7 separate regions of the Mus musculus genome follow, and regions 1, 2, 3, 4, 5 and 7 are each linked to region 6. The links are chromatin contacts, called in public ChIA-PET, HiChIP or PLAC-seq and promoter capture Hi-C maps. All regions are on one chromosome and are shown on one strand. Each heading gives the region's core, a stretch centred on a gene start, on an enhancer-like site or on the middle of the called end of the contact. The rest is flanking DNA. Distances are from core to core; before and after follow the strand shown.

The links. Promoter capture Hi-C pulls out the DNA fragments that hold promoters and counts their contacts. ChIA-PET counts read pairs in DNA pulled down with a chosen protein or histone mark. HiChIP or PLAC-seq counts read pairs in DNA pulled down with a chosen protein or histone mark.
Region 1: an H3K4me3 HiChIP or PLAC-seq map of neural tube shows a contact between it and region 6, with 5 times the contacts expected there. The contact joins the promoter of A330041J22Rik here to the promoter of Ibtk in region 6. A contact is called at or near these places in 8 of 39 promoter capture datasets (the 3T3-L1 cell line, the C10 cell line, the HPC-7 cell line and 3 more) and 5 of 115 datasets of contacts at active chromatin or transcription factors (bone marrow-derived macrophages, cardiomyocytes, embryonic stem cells and 1 more).
Region 2: a promoter capture Hi-C map of liver shows a contact between it and region 6, with 4 times the contacts expected there. The contact joins the promoter of Prss35 here to the promoter of Ibtk in region 6. A contact is called at or near these places in 3 of 39 promoter capture datasets (hippocampal neurons and liver), 8 of 115 datasets of contacts at active chromatin or transcription factors (astrocytes, differentiating embryonic stem cells, embryonic limb bud and 3 more) and 1 of 9 other capture datasets (pancreatic islet).
Region 3: a contact with region 6 is called in an RNA polymerase II ChIA-PET map of memory CD8 T cells, with 11 read pairs. The contact joins the enhancer-like site here to the promoter of Ibtk in region 6. A contact is called at or near these places in 5 of 39 promoter capture datasets (the C10 cell line, cranial neural crest, hippocampal neurons and 2 more), 1 of 484 Hi-C or Micro-C datasets (Th1 cells), 7 of 115 datasets of contacts at active chromatin or transcription factors (the 230-238 cell line, astrocytes, bone marrow-derived macrophages and 4 more) and 1 of 9 other capture datasets (adipose tissue).
Region 4: a contact with region 6 is called in an H3K4me3 HiChIP or PLAC-seq map of bone marrow-derived macrophages, with 5 times the contacts expected there. The contact joins the enhancer-like site here to the promoter of Ibtk in region 6. A contact is called at or near these places in 8 of 39 promoter capture datasets (the C10 cell line, the HPC-7 cell line, HPC-7-derived erythroid cells and 6 more), 1 of 15 datasets of contacts at CTCF or cohesin (pro-B cells), 2 of 484 Hi-C or Micro-C datasets (CD4 T cells and cerebellum), 14 of 115 datasets of contacts at active chromatin or transcription factors (the NIH/3T3 cell line, T-cell acute lymphoblastic leukemia, bone marrow-derived macrophages and 8 more) and 1 of 9 other capture datasets (adipose tissue).
Region 5: an H3K4me3 HiChIP or PLAC-seq map of bone marrow-derived macrophages shows a contact between it and region 6, with 5 times the contacts expected there. The contact joins the enhancer-like site here to the promoter of Ibtk in region 6. A contact is called at or near these places in 10 of 39 promoter capture datasets (the 3T3-L1 cell line, the C10 cell line, the HPC-7 cell line and 6 more), 1 of 484 Hi-C or Micro-C datasets (reprogramming fibroblasts), 18 of 115 datasets of contacts at active chromatin or transcription factors (DN3 thymocytes, the SCID.adh cell line, T-cell acute lymphoblastic leukemia and 12 more) and 3 of 9 other capture datasets (adipose tissue, liver and pancreatic islet).
Region 7: an H3K27ac HiChIP or PLAC-seq map of T-cell acute lymphoblastic leukemia shows a contact between it and region 6, with 23 times the contacts expected there. The contact joins the enhancer-like site here to the promoter of Ibtk in region 6. A contact is called at or near these places in 16 of 39 promoter capture datasets (the 3T3-L1 cell line, the C10 cell line, the HPC-7 cell line and 11 more), 5 of 15 datasets of contacts at CTCF or cohesin (the NIH/3T3 cell line, embryonic stem cells, large pre-B cells and 2 more), 22 of 484 Hi-C or Micro-C datasets (the C10 cell line, the C2C12 cell line, the HPC-7 cell line and 15 more), 52 of 115 datasets of contacts at active chromatin or transcription factors (the 230-238 cell line, DN3 thymocytes, the NIH/3T3 cell line and 36 more) and 3 of 9 other capture datasets (liver, macrophages and pancreatic islet).

Annotation. Positions count from the first base shown.
Region 1 is chr9:86,694,094-86,697,312 of GRCm38.p6, forward strand. A330041J22Rik (RIKEN cDNA A330041J22 gene) reads left to right here and starts at 1,349. Exons shown (of 3, transcript NR_045835.1): 1 at 1,349-1,609. Me1 (malic enzyme 1, NADP(+)-dependent, cytosolic) reads right to left here and starts at 1,821. Exons shown (of 14, transcript NM_008615.2): 1 at 1,580-1,821. The coding sequence starts at 1,657.
Region 2 is chr9:86,742,099-86,745,182 of GRCm38.p6, forward strand. It overlaps Prss35 (protease, serine 35), which reads left to right and starts at 1,535. Exons shown (of 2, transcript NM_178738.3): 1 at 1,535-1,708.
Region 3 is chr9:86,622,406-86,625,453 of GRCm38.p6, forward strand. The region is part of intron 6 of Me1 (malic enzyme 1, NADP(+)-dependent, cytosolic); the gene reads right to left. Among named protein-coding and RNA genes, the nearest start is that of Rwdd2a, 52 kb to the left of the region's middle. Within about 2 kb of position 1,781, at least 73 of the 459 cell types and tissues checked have an H3K27ac peak or open chromatin away from gene starts, as enhancers often do. A contact at or near this core is called in the 230-238 cell line, Th1 cells, effector CD8 T cells and 2 more, where this site is marked.
Region 4 is chr9:86,590,990-86,594,119 of GRCm38.p6, forward strand. All of the region lies in intron 12 of Me1 (malic enzyme 1, NADP(+)-dependent, cytosolic), which reads right to left. Among named protein-coding and RNA genes, the nearest start is that of Rwdd2a, 21 kb to the left of the region's middle. Within about 2 kb of position 1,867, at least 44 of the 459 cell types and tissues checked have an H3K27ac peak or open chromatin away from gene starts, as enhancers often do. A contact at or near this core is called in bone marrow-derived macrophages, forebrain and hippocampal neurons, where this site is marked.
Region 5 is chr9:86,542,943-86,546,266 of GRCm38.p6, forward strand. Dop1a (DOP1 leucine zipper like protein A) reads left to right here. Exons shown (of 39, transcript NM_177208.3): 33 at 67-128; 34 at 2,299-2,451. Among named protein-coding and RNA genes, the nearest start is that of Pgm3, 27 kb to the right of the region's middle. Within about 2 kb of position 1,804, at least 23 of the 459 cell types and tissues checked have an H3K27ac peak or open chromatin away from gene starts, as enhancers often do. A contact at or near this core is called in bone marrow-derived macrophages, where this site is marked.
Region 6 is chr9:85,748,020-85,750,972 of GRCm38.p6, forward strand. It overlaps Ibtk (inhibitor of Bruton agammaglobulinemia tyrosine kinase), which reads right to left and starts at 1,315. Exons shown (of 29, transcript NM_001081282.2): 1 at 1,112-1,315.
Region 7 is chr9:86,448,438-86,451,305 of GRCm38.p6, forward strand. It overlaps Ube2cbp (ubiquitin-conjugating enzyme E2C binding protein), which reads right to left. Exons shown (of 10, transcript NM_027394.2): 3 at 326-416. Among named protein-coding and RNA genes, the nearest start is that of Ube2cbp, 15 kb to the right of the region's middle. Within about 2 kb of position 1,369, at least 16 of the 459 cell types and tissues checked have an H3K27ac peak or open chromatin away from gene starts, as enhancers often do. A contact at or near this core is called in the SCID.adh cell line, T-cell acute lymphoblastic leukemia and pancreatic islet, where this site is marked.

The DNA.
Region 1 (3,219 bases), core at 99-2,598, 950 kb after region 6:
TTAAGAAAATCAAACAGGTTCTGCTACTCGTGTGATCTTGTCAAGGCGACCCATGATTTCGTCATAAGTCAGGACAGGCAGGTAACACGTGAGAGCCACAAGTGGCTTTGTCACACCAAAGTTTACCTTTGTTCTAGTGAAAATAGTCCTCGACCTACAGGATAATAAAATAGGAAGAAAAAAAATTCAAACTAGCAATTACATTGATTTTGAAGGAAAAATAAGTAGGAAACTTAAAATGTTTACACTACATAGCTATAAATAATCAAATAAAGATTTGTAGAAGTCACTACAAAAAAATTACAAACTCGCCGGGCGTGGTGGCGCACGCCTTTAATCCCAGCACTCGGGAGGCAGAGGCAGGCGGATTTCTGAGTTCGAGGCCAGCTTGGTCTACAGAGTGAGTTCCAGGACAGCCAGGGCTACACAGAGAAACCCTGTCTCGAAAAACCAAAAAAAAAAAAAAAAAAAAAAGAGTCATAAAAAAATTACAAACTCAAACTAGCTATAATGCGCAAAATAATCACACGTGTTTAAGTTATTAATAATGAGCACAAGTCACCCATAACATGACTAGAGAGAAATGCTGAGGTACACTTCTTAACGAAAAAGGAGGTTCACTAAAGTGATACCCTAAAAGACTTAACAGGCCTCCATGCTGACACTCATGTCACTCTCCACATACTGAAGAAATAGGAAATCAGATATGCACACACGTGCATGCACATATGTGCGTACGTGCGTGCACGCACGCACACACACACACACACACACACACACACACCATTCTAACAACCACCCACACTATAAAATAAGACCTAGTTACTTACAAAAGCAAACTGATCATTTCTAAAATGTTCTCATTTAGGGGAGATCTTGGGTATAGGGTGGGAGGAGAGATATCACAGCATGAGAAAAGGGAACTCTGATCTGGGGCATACATTGAATTTCCTTGTAATAAGAAAAGAAAAAAAGAGGACTGGTTTAAAAAAAAATAATAACTTTCCAAAAGTCAGAATTTAGAAAGGAAAATAAATGAATAAATAAAATAAATGACTGTACCGCCGTATCATGTAAGTTTTCCCACCTAGGCATGCACGTAGGGTTCAACAAGAAACCACCCACACCATACAACCAATGTCATCCCAGAAGCCAAGAGGCCCTGGAGCCCCCACATCTTGTGGATGGGATCCCAGGCACTCAGAGGCCATCTCTGTTCAAGGCAGGACCGGTAGGACCACTTGTCTCCACAGCAGCCTCCGGTCATTGCCAGTCCAGTCACCTGGACCGGGAAGGCACGTCGCGGCTGAGCTGGCCGCCCGCCTGCCACCCTCACGGAAAACGCTCGATTCCCACACTGGTCCACACTGCCCTTCCCGGGATGGGAAAGGGGCAGACAAAGAAGAGCGGACCACAAGTTACATCGCTCCCCGGGGTCCAGCATCGGGATGCTGAGAGGCGAGGGCGCCGGCTCCGCAGTGGCCTCCCGGGTGGGACGGTCCCCTCGGTGGCACGCAGGTCCCCGCGGCCCAGCGGCCGGCTGCGGGCACAGGGCGGCTCTCGGGGCCGCGGGGCTCACCTTGTTGAGATGCGGGTCCCGCGTCAGCAGGTAGCCGCGCTGGTGGGTGTGTCGGCGGCGGGGGGCTCGGGGCTCCATGGCTGGCACGGTGGCGGGGCGGACGCGGAGTGCGGCGGGCGGCGGCCGTGCGACGGAAGGCCCCGCGGCCGGGGGCGGGCGTGGGTGGCGAGAGGGGGTGGCGAGGCGGGAGGAGCCCGCGCCTAGCCGCCGCCGCCGCGGCCGGGCGGCCCGCGAGAAGCGCTGAGTCACGGCGGCATCGGCCGAGCCGCCGTGCGAGGGGGCGGGGGCGGGGCTCCGGCCAGGCTGGTGAACGCCAAGCGAGAGACCTGGGCCCCGACGGGTGAGGGGCGGGCCGCCTCGCTTCCTCGGCTCGTCCACTGTCCTCCCCTAACCCCAACGTCCTGGGTGCCAGCCATGCCCCCGGGGCCTGATGCAGGAGGGGGATCAACTTTGACCCAGAAAGTCCAGGCCTCGATGGCACTGGGCGAGAGGGCGACTCCCCGCCTGTATCTGAATAGCATAGGAGGGGAATTTCTTTTGAACGCGATAAGAGAAGAGGTGTTAAGAGTACACGGGTCCAGTGATCAGACCTATTGAGCTTAAGAAGGACTCCCCTGAGCGTTCTGGAAACCAAGATGTTCATTTTTGCAAGACTATATGGTTTCTTCTTTGAGGAAAGAGGGTGAGAATAAAAGGTCTTCCAGTATTCAAACCCTGTGGTTGCATTATTGATATTTCTACTTAAAGATTAAAGGACTGGAGAAGTAAGTCCCATGCCACTCAGGGATGTCTGATTAAAACAGAACAGAACAATCAAGCAGCCTTCAGACACCAAAGCCTTTTCTTTTTAGTGTAATCGCATGGCCAGATTCTATGGTATTCGCCTAAACACTGAGGAATGGTTATGGGGTTATATATTGCCTAGATACCTGTGAAATGTTTTCTAATTATTTTACTTTACTCTACCAGTACAACGATAGCTTTTAGGCTATGCTTGAATTCAGAAGTTTCTTTGGCCTGGCTTTTAAATTATCTAGACTCAGTTATTTTATAGAAAGCATTATATTAGCATTGCACAGTTCTTCAAAAACATTTCTTGTACTTAACATGACACCTTTCATTGTGAGTTTTACAACCCATAAATAATTTACCTCATAACATCTGAGAAAGGGGTATACTTTACAAAACTCCCTCTCCTAAATTAGATGAGGCGCATTGCAATTATAATGCTTTGTGTGAGTCAAAAACAGTTTAACAGCAGACCTGGAAGATACAAATTTCCAGGAGAAACCAATTCCAACAGTTTTAGTAGAATGAAGCTTTTATGACTTAAATTTAGAGATGTTGCTTGTCCATTGCTGTGGGACTTAAGGTCTATAGCAAGGATCGCCAATATAGAACAAGCCCAAGGAGCATGTGACCTCTCCCTCCAAGCCAACATTTCAGGAACTCCAGGACCTGTAAAGCTGCTTCCTTTTCCTTGTCTGTTTACTTGTTCTCTGACAGCGCCAGTCATCTTGGATGGTGAGCAGCCCAAGGAGCTATTTTGTATAGTCATACACACTTCCAAAAAAAAGTCTAAAAAGAACCTATTTCCCAAATATTGACTAGAGCACAAACTTTTCAGTCTTTTTAATCAT
Region 2 (3,084 bases), core at 285-2,784, 990 kb after region 6:
CATTATCAGGACTGAAGACCCGAGTCTAGTCTCCCAGATCCACACTGCAGAATGAAACAGATAACCTCTCTCTACAAGTTGTCTTCTGGCCTCCACCCATGTACCATGGCAAACATGTGCTCCTCATATAACCAACCAACCCACCAACCAACCAACCAACCAATCAATGAATATAGTACAAAGAACCAGTTGTTCCATGATAGACTAGGCCTGTGAACTTATTTGATTCTTTGGTGCTATGAAGGTCAGAACTGACAGAGGTAGTTTATTTTATTTTCCTCTCCCTCTCCCTCTCCCCCTCCCCCCCTCTCTCTCTGTGTTGGGGGGCTATGGAGGTTAGTCAGGGGGCAGTTGTGAGCACAGGCTCTGAGGATGAAACCTTAAGTCTTGGGCATGCTTACGTGAATGCCCCATACACTGGACTACATTCCAAATACAGGACTCGGGGTTTCTTTTCTTTGCTCCAGACCTGCTTCCCAGTAAAAGCTGAAAAAGTAAAGCTTGTTGTGTTTTATAAAAAGGAAAGAAAGAAAGAACCAGGATATGTTTGGTAGAGTGAGGTATGGTGAGGTGGAAGGGGGTGCCTCTGTGGGTCTATACTGAGGCATCCTTTCCCCCTGAGAGACCAGTCACATATATAGTATATGTGTGATATAGTATGGAGTAGAGTTTATTTTGGGCAGGGGGAAGGGAGTTTAGGAGGGAGTAGAGACAGAAAGAGAGAAGGGGGGCAAGGAGAGGAGAAGAGAGGAGGGGAGGGGAGGGGTGGGGAGGGGAGGGGTGGGGAGGGGAGGGGTGGGGAGGGGAGTGGAAGGGAGGAGAGAAGCCAGCCATGAACACGTGGAGAGAGAGAGAGAGGTGGGAGGGGAATGTTGAGAGAAGGGTACAGAGAGGGAAGAGAGCAAGAGGATAAGTAAGGAGGGGGCAAATAGCCCCCCCCTTTTTTTTTTACTGAGTCAGTCATACCTAGCTGTTGCCAGGTAACTGTAGGGCAGAGCCTAGAAGGAATGCTGACAATGCTTTCCTCATACAATCTCCATCCCAAAGGAGTGCCCCATCCCGAGGAGAGAAGAAAGGAACAGAAAGAGTGTGATGGGAATTCTGTGGAGACCGGAGTGGGAGTATGCCAAACTTGGCTCAAAATAAAGCTACAGAAGTGAATCACAGGAGGCTGCACAAGTTGCTCCCTGGGTGTCCCAGTGTCCCAGCGTAGGCTCCTCACCTCTGCCTTTGGCCTTAGATGGAGACTCTTGGGTTGGAGGTAACCATAACCTTTACTCCCTTCGTGCTAATACTGATTAAGTTGGTTTAGGCATGCTGGCCGCTCCTCCTCCTCTTGTTTTTGCTGCTTTGTTTTTAAAACATTGGTTAAAACACGCCCTGGGTGCCTACATTCTTGCGAACCCATTTAGAGTTTTTTTCTAGCTCTTAACCATCGGTGTGCAGCAGGGATGCAGTGGTGTGTAAGCAGGATCCGCCCACCCCTCCCCTCTAAGTCAGCGTCATCGCCCCTTCCCCTCCCATCTCCAGCCACTCAGTGCAGCAGCCCCACTCTCGCCTGGTCCCGGACTCGGGGAAGCTCCGCTGAGAGGACCCTGCACTCTGCTGCCCACTAGGCTCCTGGCACCTTCCGTAGCCAGTGTCTGCATCCACCCGGATCCTTGCTGGGCAGCGCCCCTGGGACGGGAGGATACAGTAAGCATCTCAGGTAAGGATGAACTCACTGCACAGGAGGGCACCCTAGAGGCTGGACCACTCCTGAACAAGGCAGGACCCACAGGAGGAACACAGAAAAGCACTAAAGAAGGGATCACAGGCTGGCTGTTTTTTAGAGATCAACCACCCTTCTTCCATTCTGAATGAGTAACGGCCACTGCAAGGTTAACATCCGAGGAGTGAGTGATGTTTGCATTGGAATACAAATGGAATGCTTTCTGCTTAAACAGTACCAGAGGGGACCCTCTTTATTTTTGTGATTATTAACAGATGTCACTGGAAAAGGTGTAAAAACTTTTCCTGGAAAGAGGTTTGTCTCTTCCCTAAGTTGCTGCCGAAGTACTTTCTGCCTCTGTCTGCCTCATTCTCTCTCTGTCGCCCTGCCCTCTCTCCTCTCCCTTCTGCCTGGGTAGCGAAATGAACAGTGGAAGACCCGTGGGACGAGGAGGTGAGATGAAGTGGAGATCTTGGGCTTGCTTTAAAGGACCAGCCAGGGGTGAGTGGATTGAAAAAATAACCAAGTATTGAGAATTACCAAAGCTGAGTGAAGGGCACATGGAGATTAAATATTTCTCTTGCCTCATCTGTGTGTTGGTGTGTGTGTATGTGTGTCTGACTGTATGTAAGTGTGTGTTAGTATATGTGTAAATATGCATGTGTGTGTACGTGTGTGTATATATGTCTGTGTCTTTCTGTGTGTGTGTGTGTCTGTGTCTGTGTATGGGTGTGTGAGATCTTGAGACCTTTTATAATAATAAGAATTTTTGGAAAGTTGCAGCAACTCCCAAGCCTGATTGATCTGACTTCCATACCATCTTCAATTTGGAAAGTCGCTCTTCAGGGCTGAGGAGATGGTTCAGCAAATAGAAGGCTTTCCTCACACACATGAAGACCTGAGTTTGGATCCCCAGAACCCACAGAAAACCAGAGGAGATAGAATACATCTGAAATCCCAGTGCCCTATAGCAGATGGGGAGAGAACATAGGAGACTCTGTGAAAGCTTCTAGGGGGTTAGCCTGGCATATGACCACACTCAAGGTTGTCTTCTGACTTCCATGGGGTTCCATTTACTCACAAGAACCAAGGCGTGCACACACATGCAGAAAGATGTTGTCTGGTATATCAAGTCTCTTCTTCCCTGTCTTTATTAATTTTTCTGGCTTCTGACATCCCCCCCTCCCCGCCGCCAAGTTCATTTGTACAGAGAATTATAAAAGTCATAACTTGCTGACTGGAGAATTGTGTTTAAGATCTGGTTTATGATTTAGCAGAGAAAATGTTAAAATCCTAGCCAAATAAGAGCCAGGCTAGAAAGTGCCAATCAAACGGTGCATGGGATTTCATTTTAGAGAAGACTCTCATGTGAG
Region 3 (3,048 bases), core at 531-3,030, 870 kb after region 6:
AATGATGGGCCATGACCTGGAACTGGGAGCCAAATAAACCCTTCCCTCTCCCAGGCTGATTTTGGTAAAGAGTTTTGTGTTTTGTTTTGTTTTGTTTTGTTTCATCACAGCAACACAAATGAAACTAGAATAATGTTTCTATTGATCTTACCACAGAAATTTCAGGGTTTTAATAAGATTACTTGAAGTTTTTACATATGGACTCACCTTTGGATAACATGCCTATGATAGCCTTTGCATGAGTATTAATTTATAATCCAAACTTTCTTCTAACAGCATCATGGATTTAGACCATACAGTTTTAATGATGAAAGTATCTATTTTCTACATTATTTGCCCAACTATATTAGTACCATTTATTTAGTACTCCATCATCTGATACACCATGTGATACAGAAGAGTCAGCTCTTGTTTTTCTGTTTCGCTACACTACTAACAACAGCAAATATGTTTTGCCACTTCGTAAGACATAACGCATACAATTAGTTTTCACAACCACACAATGGACTACCACCATGATTTTCATCTTATAGATATGGACAGATATAAGTATAAGGCGTAAACATGACAACTAGATAGTAATGATTAATGTGCTACTATGTGTATGCATAAAAAATGCATCCTTGCTTTCACCAATACTGCTCTCAAATAACTTTAATATTGAGTATGACTGGTTACACCTTTGTTCTTTCTATAATCTGGCTATTATAATGTTTCTGGGCCACAGCCTATGGAGTCAGAGCTCCCACACTGAAATCTTGGCATCTATACAGATGAATATACTATGTATCTTCAAGTTTTCTGTGCCTGTGTTTTCCCACCAAGAAAGATGAGAATATTGTCCACATCTCTCACATACTTGTTATGTGGGTTGTCTGAAATGATAAGTGTGTTTAGTGCAATGACTAACAATAAGTACTCGATATTCAAGAGTTTCAAAAATATTTAATGGTAGCAAAAGAATCTATTAGCCTTTAATCCCAGCACTTGGGAGGCAGAGGCAGGTGGACTTCTGAGTTCGAGGCCAGCCTGGTCTATAGAGTGAGTTCCAGGACAGCCAGGGCTACACAGAGAAACCCTGTCTCGAAAAACCAAAAAAAAAGAAGCTATTAAATGTGAGATAATGCCCTCAAAGTCTAAGAGAAATTTGAAAACTACTCTTCAGGAATAAGGCTAAAACAAGACAGTTTACATGAAGCGACTGAAGGAACTTCAAAGGTTGTTCTTCACAAAGAAAATAATCCAAATAATAAAAGCTCTTTACCAGTTAATAAACGGAGAAATACATATAAATACAAGCAAATTTTGTCAGATGACATAGTACTGACAGAAGTATGCCTGACAAAGTAAAGCCAACTGATTAGATTTTCAAACTCAGACTCCAGAGCGGTTGTTTGGTGCTGTAGAATCTACTGAGGGCACAAAGGAGGAAAGGCTGAGAGGAAACTGGGAGAGTGCAGACAAATGATGAACAATACAGCTGCACTTACAAGTTTTTCACTTTTCATATCCCAAGGAAGCCCTCCATGAAATTACAAAAATGTTATAAAGAACTGAAAAGAAGCATTTCCATAATTACAAACTGTCACTTTTGAAAATGTCAGCGGAGAAGTAAACTTTGTGGTAGCAACTAAGTGCCCCAAACACAGGTCTCGGGCAGCAGCCACCCGACGGCCGTGATGGCTACTTTCCAACTTTCTTGTTTCCAAGGAGCCTTCCTTCAGAAACCCAAAACTGCACGTCGTTGGACAATGCCCTGGTGTGTCATATTCTGGGGAATAGCGGCGGCAGATGCTCTGTCATTATGCTCAGAAGCAGCAGCCTGTGGTCTGTGAGGAGCATCAGAGCCTTCTCAACTCTATTCCGGGATCTACTACTTACTCAGTCTGGTGGTTTGGGGCTTGTTACAGTTTCTCTGTGGTTGAAATGGAGTCCCTCCGGTGTGGTTTGCCTTCGTGTTCAGGACATGGTGTAGTGAAGCTATAAATCTACAGGGTTTCCACCGTGCCATCTGGGGAGAGTCCTAGGTAGTAAATCGGCACACAGGGCACCTTATCATTTTCATGCGCCTGTTTTAGACTCATCCTCAGGAAGATGCCACACACTCATTTTAATTTTGTGACATTTCCTACCTGGTAGTTAGCTCTGATCAGTCCTAGAGATTTAGAAAGAGGCTTTCAGGATTCATCTTGCAATGGGTATCCTACACCATGGAATAAAGAGAACGTCCCAGAAGGGACGCTTTGTTCTAGCTTCAAGTTGCTAGATGCCAAGAAATCAGGAGCAATGGAATGCTTAGGAATTAGCCAATCTACCTCTACGTAACTGTGAAAAGAACCTACTATTTTATAATCAAAATTTGGCATAAAATAGCAGGTATATATAGTTTGAAAAGCTAACAAAAATACCCCAAAACGGACATGTAAAACTTCTGGAGCTTGTGTTCTCTGTGGTGTGTTAAGTCTGGAAACCACCTTACTTCAGTGAGTAATGGCTGTGGCCAGAACTGACTAAGCACCAGATGGTATGGTCCACATTTCAGAGGGATTATATAATTTAATTCTCTCAGCAATTCAGCAAGGAAGGCACTGTCATTACATTTTACAGATGTAGAAGCTAGAGTTCCTTATGACTAAAGACCGAGCATTTAGTGAGCTCACACTGCTTGTGCGGTTAGATCTGGGCTGACGGTAGGCCATGGGAACTCACGTGTTGGGCAAGCACTCTGACATTGAGCTACACCCAGAACTTTATCACGAAATCAGCAAGATTGCATCTGTATGCATTCAACACACCAGGCATCTGCAAGATGACATCTGTATGCATTCAACACACCAGGCATCTCAAAACCAGGCATACGTGGACAAACACTGATGAAAACAGTAGTCTTTCTTTGATCTTAAGACACTGAGGGGTCGTGTAACTGACTTGATCGTGCACGCTCTTTCTGAACGGCAGGGTAAAATCATGTTGTAGGATGTGCTACGTGTATGGCACTACACAGTGTCCAAGAGCTACGGTGCTTCATATCGGATTAATTCCTTGGGG
Region 4 (3,130 bases), core at 617-3,116, 840 kb after region 6:
AAATCACTGAGAACATAGCTACTATCCCAAACAGGAGAGAAACAATGGAATTGTTAGCTCATCTAGTGACAAACAGCTGACACACTGTAAAAAGTAGAACTGTCAGGCTGATTTGCACACAATGGTGCGACTCTATGTTATCTTTACTCCAATTCATGTCTAAAATGAAAGTATTAGATAGACAGAACTTAGCCCTGTTGTGTTATGATGGAATTTTCAAACACTGGAAAGAGCAAAGGGTTCCTGCCCATGCCAAGTCAGTTGTACGTCAGCACACGTGCAACTCTGGTAGTCTGCTGCATACTGCGCAGCCAAGGACAGCAACTAGAGCTGCCCTGTCAGGTATTGCACACAGTCCCAAAGACTATTCCCAGCACCAGGGAAGTTAACAGTCTCACTCTTCATAATTAAAACAAAGATTCAGAACCAGAGGCTGGAAAGATGAGTTCTTTAAAGGCCACTGCATGACACAGCTCTGCAATCAGCACCAGGAGGTAGAGACAGGAGCATCACTGAACCACACTGCTCTAGCCCTGACTCCCTAGCTGGCCAGCCAAGCCAACGGGTGATCTGTGGACTCAGTGAGAAAGCCTGTCTCAAAAGACAGCCAGTGTTAACCTCTAACCTTTACACACCTTCATACACATGCATCCACCTCTGCACAAGTACACACGCATGTACTACTCACACATAAAGCAACAAATACATTCTTAAAAATCCAAAAATACCCTTTCAGATTAGCCTAGTCAATGAAATTTCCAGTTTCACATGTGACCAAACTAGTGTATGTGTGTGTGTGTATGTATGTATATGTATATGTATATGTATATGTATATATATATATATATATATATATATATATATATATATGTATATATATATATGTATGTGTGTGTGTGTGTGTGTTTTGCCTTTGCCTTCATGAATGTCTGTGCACCTCTGTGTCTGTGTCTGGTGTCCTTGGAGGACCAAAGATGACGTCAAATGCCCTGGAACTGGAGTTACAGATGGTTGTGAGGCACCATGTGGGCTGGGAACTGAACCCAGGTCCTCTCAAGCACTGAGCCATCTCTCCAGCCCCTTCCAATCAGTTTTTGTGTATGTGTGCTGTAATACAGAAGTGATTAAATCTGGGGTTGTGGAATAAAGCAAGTCACTCTAATTTCTGAACTGTGACTTCAGTGAGCTGAACCAGACAGCCTTCCCCGGGCAGTGAGCATCTACAGCACTAAGTTTGTTCTTCCAGGAGCTTCTATTGCACTGCTTCCCCTGTGTCAGCAGCTTGTTGTTGCTATGACATTCTGAAGAAGGAAGGGCCTTAAAGGGAGTGAACTCTTCAGTTAAAGGAGCGACATGATCTTGTTAACATCCAAAGCTCTCAAGAACAACGCCAGCCAGGTTACCCTCAGGGTCCGAGTGTTTAAAAAAGTGTAGCCTCGAGGCTGGGAACGTGCTTAAATGAGCATGAGGTCCTGAGGGGATCTCAGTATCTATGGGCTGTGGGCAAGGCTCTGCAGCACACACTTAGACTCCCAGTGTTGGGAGGCAGAGTCAGGTAGAACCCTGGGTCTTGCTGGTCAGCCAGCCCAGCCACATCAGTGAGACCCAGATTTAGTGACAGATCTGCCTTAAGGAACTATGTGGGAAGCAAAAATAATACCCTAAATCCACTGTGTGTGTGTGTGTGTGTGTGTGTGTGTGTGTGTGTGTGTGTGTGTGTGCGTGCGCGCGCGCGCATGCACATATGTGCAGTCTTCATTAAAAGCAAGCTGAAGACCAGGGGAAGCAAGCAAGGGCGTGTTGTCTGAGGAAGGAGAATGCTGTGATGACACAGCTGGGAGGAAACCAGCAGTGAGAGAGCCCAGTTGCCATGGCACCGGTTGCTTTTCCTTGACTTGGTTCTGCTATTTCACCATGTAGTACAAGCTGACCTGGAGCTCTCTGTGTAGCCAAGACCAACCTTAACCTTGAAATCCTACATCTAGACCCATCCCTGAAAATGCTGGGATTACAAGTATGCATGAGCCACCATACCCAGTTACATTTTTTTCTTCAAAAAAGAAAAAAAAATTTCAGAGACCAAGGGGGAGGTCTGGGTGTCACCATGTAACTCTGGGTGACCTGAAACTTGCTCTGCACAGTAGACTTTTCTTGAATTCTCAGAGATCCACTTGGTTCTACCTCCAGGGTGCTAAGATGAAAGCCCATGAACCTTTGACAGTGATCAGCAATCACTATTTATGAAATGAGAAATAAAACGTATTTACCTGACATTGTCACTAGAGGGTGCTAGAGTTAAAGGAAGAAAACATGGGCTAAAGAATTAAGATCATTTTATGCTTTCCTAAAAGAAATAGTTGTACTTTTCTTTATGTAAAAACTTTAAAATACTCTCAGTAATTACATATACATATATATATGATATATATATGTATGTGCGTGTGTATATATGTGTGTGTGTGTGTGTGTGCGCGCCCAAATTTGGAACACAGTTACAACAGGACCAGCATGCAAGTTATCAGTTCATGGTGACAAATATATCCCACCCACGGCACCAGGATCCTGCTGAGGCTCGGATGCAAAGGAATCGGACAATAAGCGTAAGCTCCCAGGACCATTTGCAGCAGGATTAACGCCACTCTCTGTCTCTGAGCTGGTGCCTCACGTTCTCTCCACCGTGTCTAAGAAACTGCGGCTAATGTATCAGCTTGGGGCTGGGTAAAATCAGTCCTCGACCGTTCAGGACTGCCTGACAGGTGGGCTCGGTGACGCCCTGAGGGACTTTCCCGAAATCCTACTGAAAGCTGACTTCTCCTATCAGTGGTTTCCTTAAAAAAAAAATCCTGATTACATTTGTATTTATTTATGGGGAGGTGGCATGTGCATGCCATGACACATGTGTAGGAATCAGAGACCAAGCTGCAGGAGATTTTCTTCTACACTATGAAGTCCTGCGCTGACTGACTTCAGCTCATGAGTATTGGCAGCAAGTACCTCTATCCACTGAACCATCTCATCAGCCCCTCTAGTGAGCGTACGAACCTGCAGTGTCCTGTTTTAGTCTCATATCTGCTTAAAAACTAGTGCAGCTTTAATTTTCTGTACTGAAGCGGTAATGACAGACACTTCT
Region 5 (3,324 bases), core at 554-3,053, 800 kb after region 6:
AGCAAAAGTAGAAGGCCTTAATAAGAGTAGAATCTTAATTGCATAAGATAATCCTGTGTCTTTCAGCTGGAGAGCAATCATGGACAACCTGATGACACATGATAAGACAACCTTCAGAGATTTGATGAGTGAGTACTATGTCAGCCCAAGTAGCTTTTTTCTTATGCATTCATCCTTACCATGCACTATTCTCTTTTGAAAAGTACTGAATTAGCTCTTTGTCGAGTTAAACAGATTCCTATGGAAATATAATACGCTGAAAAAGACAAGCATCCCATGTTTCCCCTTATATAGATTTTTTTAACGTTATGAGACACTGTGGGAAAGGACAGCTATAACCCAAGCCCCTAGGAGACAAAGGCAAAAGGATCACAAGTTCCAGACCAGCTCAGAATCAAACAAAACCTAAGGCACAGATATAGAATGAGAGCTATGTAGGAAATGAAGAGAACTGGTGGCTGAGGATGAGAGAGTAATGCAGGTGTGAGGAAGAGTAAAGATGTGATGTAAATGCATGCAAGTCCCTGATGAGATCGCTCATCACATACGGTGAATGGTGCCACTCACACAAACCTTACTGAAGACAGCTGAATAGCAAGGAAAACTGTCTTTTCTTTCCTCTGCACACAGCCTCATTACCAGCATATAATGGGCACTCACTCGATAAAAAGACTGAATGTAGGCAATTGGGTCTAAACTCTGCAAGAATATACTCTAAATTGCTGTGCCTGAGGATCTTCTGGAAAGAGAAGTGGGGGAGGGAAAAGGAAAGAACAAAATGTTACTAAGCTGAACTGTATTCATTGGGATTCTGAGTCTGTACTGTGTATTCCACATAGCTTTCTCATCTGGAGAAAGGGTGTCATGTCACCCCATCTAGTTTTCTTGCAGCTGTTGGTTGGTTGTTTTGGTTTGCTTGTGATAGTGCTGAAAACAGATCCAGGGCTGCATGCATGCTAGGAAGTACTTAGCCTCAGAGCTCCATTCTCAGCTCAGAGACCAGTAGATGGCACAGAATGTGGATGTTCATAAGATACTGTGTCAGCTGATCTGTTGTATGCATTTTGTATGCATTTACAGTAAAAGGTGTACCATTTTCAGGTTGCAAATAGTCTAGAAAATTACTGCGTGGGGTTTTTAAAATTATTTATTTACATTCCAGCCATTGCCGCCCCCCTTCCCAGGCCCCCCCTCCCACAGTTCCTCATGTCATTCCCCCTCCTCCTTGTCTCCGAGAGGGTCATTCTCTCTCTCTCTCTCTCTCACACACACACACACACACACACACACACACACACACACACACTCAATATCTTCTCCACCTGAGGCCAGACCAGGCAGTTCTCTGCTATATTTGTGCAGGGGCCTTGGAACAGCCGGTGTTTGCTGCCTGGTTGGTAGCTTAGTTTCTGGGAGCTCCCTGGAGTCCAGGTTAGTTGAGACTGCTAGACTTCCTATAGGGTCACCCTCCCCTTCAGCTTCTTCAATCCTGCCCCCCAATTCAACCATAGGGGTCTCTGACTTCAGTCCAATGGTTGGGTATAGGTATCTGCATTTGTCTCAGTCAGCTGCTGGTAGGGCCTCTCCGAGGACAGCCATACCAGGCTCCTGTCTGTAAGCTCATCATAGCATCAGTAATAGTGTCAGGCCTTAGTGCTCCCCCATGAGCTGGATCCCAAGATGGGCCAGTCATTGAACTACCTTTCCTTCAGTCTCTTCTCCATTCATCAAATAGTCAGTGAAAGGTGACAGCACTATGCTAACATTTATAAAAATTTTAAATTAGGAAGTGAGGTTGTAAAGGAAATGGAGTATTGTGTAATAAATTTCAACAGCAAAGAGCTCATATTGCATATGAAACTGAGGGAGCCAGCCCTTCCTAGAAACGGAATTTCCAACATAGGGAACAAAATTACAAAGTGATTTCTGGAGTGAGAGCAAATTCAGTGAGTTCATGTCATACCCAACAAGACAATATGCTATAGCAGGCAAGTCATGAGCAAGGAGCTCAATATAAAGAAAGGCTAGGAAGTCAGACCAGCTTCATCTCTCCAGAAGTTATTTTTTAAAGTAATATAGAAGATTTAAACACACAGCTTTATATTAATGGTAATACTGGTTATTTTACCTTCTAAAATTCACAGTCCTAAGTGTCTACAGCTTTTCGGCACCAAAGAAAGGTCTAGGTGCTTTGCCCTGTTCCTCAGTGTGTATGTCATGGGGTATTTACTCATTCTAAATAAGCAATGATCACTTTCAGATGACTAGCTGGCCTTCTGCTTCCCTTCCTTCTTATAGCTCGAGTAGCCGTGGCCCAGAGCAGTTCTCTCAATCTTTTTGCAAACCGGGATGTGGAGCTAGAACAGCGAGCCATGCTTCTCAAAAGACTGGCCTTCGCCGTTCTTAGCAGTGAAAGTGACCAGTACCAAAAGTACCTTCCAGACATACAAGGTAAACCATTAAAACCCTTTATCTTCTCTCTATTCTGAATTATAGGGATTTGGGGCACATTTATTTTGAGTTTGGGTGTTTTGTTTTTCTGTTGTTTCTTATAAAATACCTTTACTAAATTTTAATTTGGGTTGAGATAAACCAAGTGTGGGTTGATGGACATTATTACATAACTGAAAATTTTTCAGCTTCATTATGTAAAAGAAATCAACCCTGAATTTGAAAGACTTACTCTAAACATGATCTATGGTTTACTGTTTGGTTCAAATATCAGAAAATTCACAGCAAATTCAATTAGTGACTGTCTTACTCTAGGCAAGTGTATTACTGTATTTTAGTTGTGGACAAGAGGTCAAGAAATACAAACAAGAGAACAAAATAAAGGAGAGCCAGGAATTATTGCCAGTCACAACCATTTCTATGTCTTATTTGGAACTGTGCTGCAGACAGGGGTCTCTAGAAGAGGAATGTATTGGATTGGCTTAGAAAGCAGGGGCTAAGTACTCCAACAGTGGTCATCTGCACACTGGAGAAGCAGAGAACACAATAACTGCCCTTTCTAAAAAGATGAATGCCTTCATGGACACAGTATAACTGTAGGCACCCAAGCTCCCTGGAACATACCTTGGTATTAAGTCCATGTGTCTCTCTAAGCACAGATGTGACTTGGATAACCAGGAAATTGTGCATGGACTGAGGTGTGCACATATATGTGCATATGTACCTGAGCCACGATGTTTACTTTAGACCTAAAATAATCCTTACACTATTATTCCAAGCCAGGTCACAGTCAGTCTTTTCTGATTTCTTCTGAGTTTGCAAATAGAGTAAGCTCTATATTATGAATACATTCTATGGGTCTTTGAAAATGAG
Region 6 (2,953 bases), core at 65-2,564:
ATAAATAAATAAATAAATATTTTTTAAAAAAAAAGGAAGAAAGAAAGAAAGAAGTTTGGGCATACTCATTCAGTCTAGAATTTTATAATCCACAAGCATCTTGAACGTTTAAAATGTAATGAAATCATCACACAAAAATTGGCACACAGAAAAAAAAAATTGGCACACAGAAAGCCCTTCAAACAAGATTTACTAAAAAGAAAAAAAAAAACCGAAGATTAACATATCCAATTGAAAAACTGTAAAGCTGCGATGTGACTCAAGTTTTGCAAAAACTTTTTTAGAAAACACGTTTTAGAAAATAGTTCTGTCCTCAGGTACGGTGAAGCAGGTCTCCAAATCAATAAAAACAAATGAAAGTAACTCCACTGAGAAGTGAGGAACTGATGACGAAAAACACACACACACACACACACACACACACACACACACAAAACGTTTGGTAATTTGCATATGGAGGTAACCACACTAACTATGGGGGGGGGGGGGGAACTACTTCAAATGTTACCTACTTCGAGATAAAGGAAACAGGTGCTACTCAACTTCTCCTCCTTGAAAAATATCCCCTCTGACTAACACGACTCATGTTTTATGACTGTGTTAGATAACAGAGTTAAAGACGGCTTAAATCAGGGTTGGCCATTTCCCCTCGGATCCAAAATGCCTTTGCAACCTGATAGCTACGAACAAAAGGCCCCTCTATCCTGTCTCTGCAGAACAGACCCCAGTCCACTTCCACCCAGCAGCGAATGCTCAGAGCAAGACCTGCTTCTGCAAACTCAGCAAGGCCCGCGGGAACTCAAACTTTGTAAACTCCACCAAGGGTTTAGGGGACATGGGAGCCTCTAGGAAGGGATCCAAGGGAGGTGACACCAGTCAACCCTCGGAACCAGAAAAGCATCGTCGCTGGAGGGCGTGTCGGGCAGCTTGGCGACGTAGCACTTGGCGGGACAAGGCCATTCATTAGCTGGCAGGGGCGGCGGGGCTGCGCTGCCAGGCCACCCGCCCGTGCCACGCGGCGCGAAGCTCGGCAGCCGCCCCCTCCGCGAGTTCCCTCCCCGGGCCCCGCTCCCCTGCCGGGCTGGCAGGACGCCTTCGCCGTCGCCCTCACCAGTCGCTAGATGAAGGTGCGCCGGCGGTCTCCGCGGGGCAGGCGCGCGGCCGCGCAGGGACTCATCCTTAGTGAAAGCTACCGGGGACAACGAAGGGAGCCAGGAGCCGGGACGCCCGAGTCAGCTCCGGGGACGGCTGCACGGAAAGCGACAGCCGCGACTGTCGGCGCCGGGACCGGGTTCGGGGAAACCTGAGCTAGAGCGGGCGGGACTCGGGAATAAGACGGGCGCTGATTGGCCGGAGTTCGTGTATGCCCCACAGTGATTGGTCGGGGCCTGCCCACAAGGCCTAGCGTGGCAGTACCTCAGCTGTGGCCTTTCCCTAGTATCCCAAAGGAGCATGACCCCTGCCGGCCTTGGTGCGGTCGACACTGGCTGCCGCCCTACACTCAGAACCAGTACTGCCCCTCTTGGTGCCAGATGTCACCCTAGGAGATCTGTCTCCCCGCAGGTCGACACTCGGAAAGGAGGTTAAGGCTGGGATGGAGGAAACAAGGAACTGGCTGGATGCCCAAGCACCACTCCGTAGAAACGTGGGCATCTTAGAAAAGTTGCTTCCCGGATCACTCGTAGTGGGATAACTGGAAAACCAGAGGTGTCCTCTCCCCAAGACTGGGCCCTGCTGCTCTGTGCCCCGCCTGTTGTGCCCGGATTGTCTGAGTGTCACTCTCTTTTTGTCAGAAGGCGCCATAGATTTTTCAGATCGCCACTGTGCGACCAGCTGCTGACTTGGGTCACATCTGTCTGCCTGACGCCAGGCTTACAATAGGTTTTCCTCCCTGAACTCTTAAATCTACAAGCCATTTTAAAGGTTGCAAATTGTGTGCCAATAATCAGTCCAGAACGGAAAACATACTCCTGCTGAAGTCTGATACAGAGGCGCCTTAGTAAACATGTGTTCAGGGAGGAGTAGCATGACTCAGAGAAAAACAGCACTTGGAGCCCAGAGTTGTTTGAACCTCGGCCCTGTTTGTGTTGCTGTATGAGCCACTGACACCATCATCTATTAAACGGAGTTAAACTCAATACCCTCTTAGACTGCTTCAGCCCAATTGCCTGTTTTGTAGACTTTGTAGGAAAGTAAGTTGCTAGATCAAACTGAAGGAGAGATGGAAACAGACCTAGCTCCCCAGCTCTCCTCCCAGTGCAAGGACTTAATTTGCTTTCTTACTTCCTACTCTGACCCATTCTGTAATGTATAAACAGTGACTTGGAAGGAAGCTGTGTACACACTCATGAACAAAGACGCTCAGTGATCTGGAAGCTAGTGATGTAAATAAATGTGTTGCCCTGAGTTCACATCTTTTATCTGTCTCTTCTTTGTATTGGGTAAGTCATTTAGGTTTTCTGAAGCCTTAATTTCCTCATCTGCAAAGTGGGAATGGAATACATGTTGCTGTAGTGAAAATGTGTTGATAGACGCCCGCAGCACTTAGCAGAGTGCCAAGCACACAGTAACACCACCTAGAAGTTGCCATGTCTCAAACGCTTGTAAGCATTGGGGGTACAAAATGTCCATACGGCCATAATCATATACACAAAAATTAATTGCAACTTTAACGAATCTGTGAAAGAAAATAAGAGGTTTCATCTGACCCCCCCCCCCAAAAAAAATGACAAACTAGGGAAGAAGTAGAAAATAACTAGGTGAAGCAGAAAAAGAAAGACCAGCATCATGCCAAGGAATGAATGTCTTTGCCGTTGGAGATGGGGGACGAAACTGGTCCTGCTTCAACAAGGATCAGAAAGAGAATATTAGAAAGCTGCTTACAAAGTAAAACTTATCAGCCACAGTTGCCGCGGTGCTGACCAAACTGAGACTCTGACATAACGTTATTTAT
Region 7 (2,868 bases), core at 119-2,618, 700 kb after region 6:
CTAGCACAGATAACAAAGTCCTGCTGCACAGCTTCTAACAGGTAGAAACTTCACTTTCTGTGGAAACCTTCACACACCCTCAGACCAAAAGGGACACACAGGAGATCAACTCCATGGTTCTCTGCTCAGTGACGGGCCCAGCTCTTCCACCATAACCAGCTTCCTCCCTCAGACCAGACTCCCGTTCCGCTCCAGCACCACGGTGAGAGTCGGGCTTCACTTTGTTCCAAGTGACACTAAGTCGGCTCTTACTTTAAGGCCCTCCACAGTTCCCTTGGTAATTACTCCCAGAAACAGTTTAATCAGGGTTGGACACATTCCTTACCTGTCCTTTATCGTGACTTCACCACAGGACTGGCAATAAAAGGTGCAACATTCTTGGGCTTGCAAGCTTTGATTAAACACTGAAATCGGCTCTGAAGGAAATCAACAGAGTTTTAGAGGTTTGGAACAAATTATCATATTTAAAGAGTTTGCTAGCACAATAAATTACCAGCAATACACGCTGTTTACGGTTTACTCTGAAGTGTAGGCTTAATTAGAACTATCCAATGACTCAACCAGAAGCAAACACTGCCAAGTGTTTCCAAAAACAAAAGACATTTTGCTTAGAATTCCTGAGCCAGGAGCTGCCCTAGATTACCATGGAACATACTGGTGAGTTCCTTCTCTCATTCCATAAATACAGTAAATTCTATATTAACAATGAGGAGAGATGGACTTCTAACATGTAAGTTCAATCTGGCTTTCTCACTTTTTATGTTTACGGTTTATGTCCACCCCTGCCCATTACACAGTATGAGCAAGCAAAATGAATGGCTAGACGGGTCTCTGTGGAGCAGACCTAAGGAACGCAAAGCTCTGTAGAGTGTCCTCACCCAAGAGCAAAATGCAGTGTCTGCTGAAGCTGTGGGAGATGGGTGTGAGAGGGAGGGGAGATACTGGGTGCTATGGGAACACATGGACTTCCCACACAGCTGCAGTGGATAGCTGTTCCCCTCATTCCTGATGTCTCATTTGTAAATGAAGGTAAGTTTTATGTAAAAAAAAATACTGTATTACTAGTCTATAAAAAAACCTAATTGAATTAATGAAGTCCTAGTTATTAGAAGCGAAGAATAGAATCCACTTGCTGTTCTTTTGTGTGTAGTTTAAGATGCTTTTCAGATGCCAGAAAGTTTAAGTCCTGGCAATTAAAAAACTCTGCAGTTAATCTCTAAGTGTCTACACAAATCCCTGCTGCACGGAGGTTAAATAAACAGTATTATTCTCTAATGCGGAGCATCGATAACGAGGACCTAGGTGAGCCCTCCAACGGGCTAGCCAGAATGAATCCGTTTCCAGTGGAACACTGCCCTCTGCTGGCCACTGGGTCGTGTGGCATCCTGGATAAGCATTGCTGCTGGGAAAGATGTATCCCCAGGTCAAATTCCACACACAAGAGGTCACCACTTCACCTACACTAACCTCCAAACGGTGTAGTGTGCCAGGGTGATGTGTATCATGATTGCTCCGGAAAGCGTGGTCTTACAGCTGAAAACGCAACGCTTGAAAACCCTGAGACATAATTAATGCTAAAAATTTCAAGTTACTTCCTACAATATTTAGATTCCAGTGCACACCAGTATTCACCTACCTGATTGTCATTCATGCAGCAAATGCTTAGCCCCCACCTATTATGCAAAAAGCACTAAAGCAATCAAAGATGGAGGAACCTGCTTTACACAGATCTTCATGCACCAGAGAACAGGCTTTGAAAGTTCCCTTTTCAGGTATTTGAACAAAATGTTTCAAAAAACACAAAGAAATAGTCCAACAAACACAAACAATACACAAACCAGCACACAGCAGTGGATTTATTTTGTCCATGGTTAGAATATTAAATGTTGCTCATTAACTGAAAATGTTGAAAATAATTCAGTTGCAGACTATGATTAGGCAACAAACCCAAATTCTATGTCCCTGAGGGTCTCCATCAGAGTCCCAGGGAACAAGGTGGCTCTCGTGCCTGCCTTCTGCCAGTTTCCAAACTCAACAGGAAGTTCCTGCGTGCTGTGGGGGAGCTGGGGGAGAGGAACAATTTTTGTTTACTTTTTCCTTTTCAGGATTCAATGTCATTCCAGGTGTTTATCAGATGTCACTTAAGCATGTCAGGACATCTCTTTTTCCTGTTCCTTGTTTCTAAAATTGTTTCTGCATACTTTAGCCATTCACTAATTCAGAAATTAGCAAAATTACCCTTAGGCCAGAAAAAGAAAAAAAAAAGAGTAACATCCCCCCCCCCCTCCCCAACCACCCCCATCTTCTCTTGTCTTTCCAAAGCCAGGGGATAGCTTCATGTCTCTTACAGGCTTTTTGGGACAATCCTGTTGTCCCCACCTCTAGACTCTACATAGTTCTGATAAAGTACCTACAGATGGCTCAACAATAAGGTCTCAGGGTGTCATAGACACAAGCAAAGCCTTTCTCTGACACGAAGCATCAACACGGTTCCTTCCAATGCTGTCTGCCTTGTCTATTATAGCACATTGTAAGAAATGCAATGAGCAGAATTTAAAAAAAAAAAAAAAAAGTCATGAGAGCTTACAAAAAGAAAAGGTTTACTACCTAATTGCATCGAGATGCATTTTGAGTTTGTATACAACCACAATCCAACCACAACAATATTATATTATGTCTCTACTTGTACTGTTCCATCTAAAATGGTCTCTTCATAGCCGGGATAATGTCTACTGCTCAAACTGTCACGCCCTCAGGGTGGCCTTCACGAAACTCAGTCACTCCCCACAGCATTACTCTGTTACTGTGCCCACAGCATTGTGCTGTTTCCAACTTAATTATCTGCTCAGCATCTGTTGTTCCCGCCCA